Linked DNA regions of Sus scrofa: region 1 is linked to region 2. A link is a contact called in public HiChIP or PLAC-seq data. All regions are on one chromosome and are shown on one strand. Each heading gives the region's core, a stretch centred on a gene start, on an enhancer-like site or on the middle of the called end of the contact. The rest is flanking DNA. Distances are from core to core; before and after follow the strand shown.

The links. HiChIP or PLAC-seq counts read pairs in DNA pulled down with a chosen protein or histone mark.
Region 1: a contact with region 2 is called in an H3K27ac HiChIP or PLAC-seq map of alveolar macrophages. The contact joins two enhancer-like sites. A contact is called at or near these places in 1 of 47 Hi-C or Micro-C datasets (epiblast stem cells) and 2 of 2 datasets of contacts at active chromatin or transcription factors (alveolar macrophages and skeletal muscle).

The regions. Positions count from the first base shown.
Region 1 is chr6:147,523,516-147,526,327 of Sscrofa11.1, forward strand. It overlaps JAK1 (Janus kinase 1), which reads left to right. Exons shown (of 25, transcript NM_214114.1): 6 at 1,776-1,939. Among named protein-coding and RNA genes, the nearest start is that of JAK1, 96 kb to the left of the region's middle. Within about 2 kb of position 1,371, at least 2 of the 83 cell types and tissues checked have an H3K27ac peak or open chromatin away from gene starts, as enhancers often do. A contact at or near this core is called in alveolar macrophages, where this site is marked.
Region 2 is chr6:147,372,015-147,374,833 of Sscrofa11.1, forward strand. It overlaps a transcript of JAK1 not described here. Among named protein-coding and RNA genes, the nearest start is that of MIR101-2, 43 kb to the left of the region's middle. Within about 2 kb of position 1,292, at least 11 of the 83 cell types and tissues checked have an H3K27ac peak or open chromatin away from gene starts, as enhancers often do. A contact at or near this core is called in alveolar macrophages, where this site is marked.

The DNA.
Region 1 (2,812 bases), core at 121-2,620, 150 kb after region 2:
TTGATTTTCCTGTCTTGTGCTAACACAGTTATTAAAACAGCCTCCCACATCCATCTAAATTTGTTCTGATTATTGTTATTTCCTTAGGATACACTTTTACTCCTGTGGGCTTGTGTCACAGTTGTATTCCACTGCACAGCTCTCGTCATTGTTGCACACTAGCTGCCTTCCATCACGTGTCTGAGGACTGGCCTCAGAGACAGCAGAGAAATGAGCCAGGCTACGACCATGGCCAGATACTGTGTGGAACAAATAAAATGAATAGGCCAGGCTGTTGTTTTTTGAATTCAGCCTCTTGGTTTTAGGGTGTTCACATCTGAGATTGATTCTGCTCCTCTTTTGGAAGAGGAGTGCACCGCGCTTCAAGAGTAAGTATTACATTAGAATCCCGCCCTGCAGAGCTTCAGGAATGAGTTACTTGAGGTAGTTGTACAGTGCTGTTTACAGAAGATCACAGCCAGACAGAATGATTTCAGACTTTGTTCGGCTCTTCTCTCATTGCTGGCGGAGATGATTGTTATTGGTCCTCGGTAGTTTGTAGAAGTGGTCCTTCTCTTGCCGAAGAAAACCGAGAAGTCTTATCTTGGAAAAGGGGAATTGCAGCAGTGAGCACTCTCCATCCAAAACCCACTAATCTCAAGCCCCCTCAGGGAAAGGGATCGTCTTCCTTACGTAGGAACAGCACCCCCAGACTTCATCGTCCGCCTGTGCTTGAGCTGGAGAAAGGCTACCTCGGCCCTGGTCCTCAGAGCTCTGGGCTGTAGCCCTGTGGTCACATTGGGTCTGACCCTCTGCCCTGCCATACTCTGTCTTTGGACATGACTTTGGTTTTGGTAAATACCTGAGGTTTTATATATCTGTTTGTTTCTTGTTTCTTTCATGGAATCTCCATGAGGTCAGGGTGAGGTTCAGTGTACTGCTGTATCCCTCGCACCTCAGATGGCATCTGGCCCGTCATTGGTTCTCCTTACTCAGTAACTACCAAGTGAATGGATGAAGCTCTTTCGTCTTTGGTGCCTTAGATTCCCCATCTGTGTGGCTGGAGGATCCCTTACAGGGCTGTTGTGCAGGTTAAATGAAATAGTAAAAAAGGACCTAGCATTGACATGGTCATCCTTTCTCTGTATGAGGCAGATACCGGCTACTGCGTTTTTGTTGTATTTTTTGCATTTTTGAGGCCCTCATTGGCTCTTGGACTGCTCTGCACTTCCATGAATGAGGAGTGTATTTTGGTGTTAGATTTCCCTATTGGAAACTTGTACAGATGTTGAAAAAATGTGTGGTAATGCCGCAGTGTAGAAACTGGATTCCTTCTCCTTTCTGTATCAGAAGGGGATGTGGTGCCTGTCATTTATACCCTGTTTCCTATGCTCAGTATGTGTTTCTGGCATTCATAAAGGATCAGACCCTAGCCAGCTGTCACCCTCTCTTGCCCTGGTGAAGTGTAAACCTAGTACGTGCTGCTTTTCCCCACCACTTACCTGGGAAGCCCCACGGTGGGGCTTCATGTCTTCATGCTTTTCATGAGCACGCAGCATAGTGCTCAGTGAATGTCTGTTAAATGAACCTGGGGAGAACATTTCCTGAGCCTCGTCATGCCCCACTCTTGAGAAGGAGCCTTGGTGCTAGAGAAAGTAAAAATCTCATTAGTCTCATTGCTCTACTGCTTTTCGGGTAGCATCTCCCTGTGGGGAACCTTCCTCTCAAGATCATAAACATGGGTGGACTCTTGAAACTCAAGTGGTGGCTCGTTACTTCTCACCTCTACCCCACAGGGGCAGTACGATTTGGTCAAATGCCTGGCTCCCATTCGAGACCCCAAGACGGAGCAGGATGGGCATGATATTGAGAACGAGTGTCTGGGCATGGCTGTGTTGGCCATCTCCCACTATGCCATGATGAAGAAGATGCAGTTGCCAGAACTTCCCAAGGACATCAGGTGAGCCTTCCTCCTGGCTAAAGAATTGATTGTGTTTATTTTTATACATTCTTGTACATTTCAGTTTAACCACTGTCACCTTTTGGCTGACTACTGCTCTCTGCAGAATCCAGATCTTTTTTTAGATTCTTTATGAAAGGTAGCACAATTATAATTGTGTCCCGATTTTGAGTGTTGGCTGATGACTTCAGAAATTTGTACAAGGGTGAAAGTTGTGGGCTGGGGATGCCAATCAAATCGGTGGCCCACACGCCCTCCTCTTCCCTCTCTGCCCTGGTGTTCATTGCCATTTGTCACTACCTTTTCTTCTTTTGTGCTGGATCTGTCCTAAAATCCTTCTCAGTCGAGCTCTCTAGGCAGCTAGGATCGTCCCCAGCCTGACTGCAGTTCCCTGGAGAGGTGTTCAAGTAGGATCAACTGTTACCTTAAGAAAATTGTATTTACTTCAAGATATCATTTGCCATCAAGTCTTTGTGAAGAAATATTCACTGTGTGTAACTTCCACCCATCTTATGAAATAGGATACATATTTTTAATCAGGAAGTTGTGATTGTCACAAGTCAAGACAGTCCCATATTGAAGAAGGAACCAGGGATAGCTGTGTTATTTCTGATGGGCAGCACGCATCTTCTCGTAAGGTTACTTTTTGGGTCTCCTTGCCCTTGACCAGAGACTGGAGCAGGTCTCAAGCTGCTCTCACAAGTGCAGGGACCTATTAGATACATGCTGTCCTGCTACATTCTCTGCTTACTGTGCTTTGGCTCAGGGCATCTCCCCTTTATTTTTTATGAGGCTAAAGTAAAAAAAATGACAGTTCTGGAGTTCCCGTCGTGGTTAACGAATCCGACTAGGAACCATGAGGTTGCGGGTTCG
Region 2 (2,819 bases), core at 42-2,541:
AGATTTGGTTCAAATGAAATGGAAACTGACTTACCCCTGGTCATTAGGGGTTCTTCAGGCCACAGAACCAATATGTAGAGAAGGGGTGAGGTATCTTAATTAGCAGTAATTGGCTTGCTGCTGCATGGTGGGGATTGCATAGGCAAGACTATGTTTAGCACTCAGGGATTCAATGGACGACCTCTTAGCCCTCTTTGGCCCAGGGGCCAAGTACAGTCACTGGAAAACTGCATTCGCCTAATGAAGACAAGACTACAATGCTTCTTATCCCATATGCATGAATTTTAGGTCTTTCCAAACGTGCTTTCGAAAAAGCAGGCAAAGAGATCCCATTGTGGCTCAGTGGGTTAAGATTCAGGTTTGATTCCTGGCCTCGCTTAGTGATTTAAGGATCTGGCATTGTTGCAAGTCGTGGCATAGGTTGCAGAGCCTGACTGTGGCTGTGACGTAGGCCTGCCTCTGATTTGACCCCTAGCCTGGGAATTTTCAAATGCTGCAAGTCTGGCTGAAAAAAGAGAAAAAGAAAAGAAAGAAATGAGGCAAAATTATCTGTTACTGCAGCCCAGAACAAGGAGAGGGTAAAAACCAAACCAAACCAAACAAATAAAACATTCAGCCAAAGTGCGGATGGAAAAATAACAAGAAGAGCAGTGAGAGAGAGGAGGTAGCCATGAGTCCCAGCGTGGGCCTTGTGACCTGCTGCGGGAACAGGGACTGTACAAGCTGTTTTATGTCACTTAGTCACATTTCCCTTTTCTCTGTACCCCGTGCTTTAAAAGAAAAACAACAGAGTTCCCGTCGTGGCACAGTGGTTAATGAATCCGATTGGAACCATGAGGTTGCGGGTTCGATCCCTGGCCTTGCTCAGTGGGTTAAGGATCCAGCATTGTCGTGAGCTGTGGTGTAGGTTGCAGACTTGTCTCGGATCCCGCGTTGCTGTGGCTCTGGCGTAGGCCGGCAGCTACAGCTCTGATTCAACCCCTAGCCTGGGAACCTTCATATGCTGTGAGAGCAGCCCAAGAAATGGCAAAAAGACAAAAATAAAAGTTAAAAAAAAAAAAGAAAAATAACAGAGATGGCTAACATTTTAGGTTCAGGTGGACATGTGGCCATCTTCTCATCCCTCCAGTTCTACTCCCCAGGCTTCTTCCATTCCCTGGGAGGTTGACCTAAATGCATAGCCTCTCTTCCTTCTGGTTTCTATGGAGGTTCAACCACAAGGGAGCACGGTAATCAGAGGGCAGAAGGGAGGAGAGGACGGTCTGCATATTTAGCCACTGAGCTGTGAGTGCGCTGCAGCGTCCTTCCACTAGAGGTCCTCGCTCCGGTCCAGCAGCTCTTCACACAGCGCCACTTCCTGCTTCCCATGCTCAGGGGCTTTTTCCCCTTGCTCCTTCAGGCCAGTGTGTGGTAATGATGCTAAGTTACCAAACCAGGGTATTTTATTAGCACTTGTGGGTTCCTTAAATCCTGCCCACACTTTGTAAAGTGTCCCTTTATTAAACTCTCCTCAAATTACCAAATTTGCACAACTAAATGATTTTGTTTGTGGGAACCTGACTGATAGAGACAGGTGTTCCCTCCCCCGCCCCCACAGGAACCACAAGGGGTAATTGAAAGATCAAATGACCTTTATTTAAAATGTCTGGAATTTCTTTGAAGAATAGAATGACTTTGTACAGCTGAAGCTGGTGTGATGCATATAGACACGGAGTTCCTGTCGTGGCGCAGTGGAAACGAATCCGACTAGGAACCATAAGGTTGCGGGTTTGATCCCTGGCCTCGCTCAGTGGGTTAAGGATCCGGCATTGCCATGAGCTGTGGTGTAGGTCGCAGACACGGCTCGGATCTGGCATGGCTGTGGCTGTGGCGTGGTCCGGCGGCTACAGCTCCGATTGGATCCCTGGTCTGGGAACCTCCATATCCTACCAGTGCGGCTCTAAAAAGACAAAAGACAAAAAAGGAAAATGCATAAAACATATATGTATAGTTTTAATAATTTATAAAATGAACGCTTTTGTAAACAGGACTGTGATCCAGATGTAGAACAGTACTGGTTCCCCAAAAGCACAGCCTCCTTACCCCACCCCAGCTAAAATCGCCTTTATTCTACATTTTGTGGGAATTGCTTTATTGCTTTTCTGCGTCTTACCAAGGAATGTGTATTTTATCAGCTATGTCAGCATCCCTTTAAATCTACAGTTTCATTCTGCCTGTTACAGAACTTGGGTATATAGAGTCATACAGTAGACGTTATTTTGTGTCTTGCTTCTCTTGCTCATTTTATGTTAAATTCATCCATATTGTGTACAGCATCCATGTCTTATGGTGTACTTTGTTCACTTTCTCTGCTGTATACTGTTCCACTGTAACAATATTCAACCCTTAATTTATCCTGCATTTGATGAATGTTTCCAGTTTCAGGCTATTCAGAACAATGCTACTGTGAAAATTCTTGTGCTGACCTCTAGGGCACAATGCAAAAGTTTTTCTAGGACAGTAGTTCTTGAACTTTCTGGTTTCAAGACTCCTTTACAGTCCTAAAAATTATTAAGGACCCCATACAGCTTTTTCTGACAGAGTGATATCTATCAATAGAAATTGTATTAGAAATTAAAACTGAAAAAATTAAGATATTTATTATTTCATTTAAAAACAAACTATTAGGAGTTCCCATTGTGGCTCAGTGGGTTAAGAACCTGAGGTTGTCTCTATGAGGATGCAGGTTCAATCCCTGGCCTTGCTCAGTGGGTTAAGGATCTGGTATTATCACTGCAGTGACTCGGGTTGCTGCTGTGGTACAGGATTGATCCCTGGCC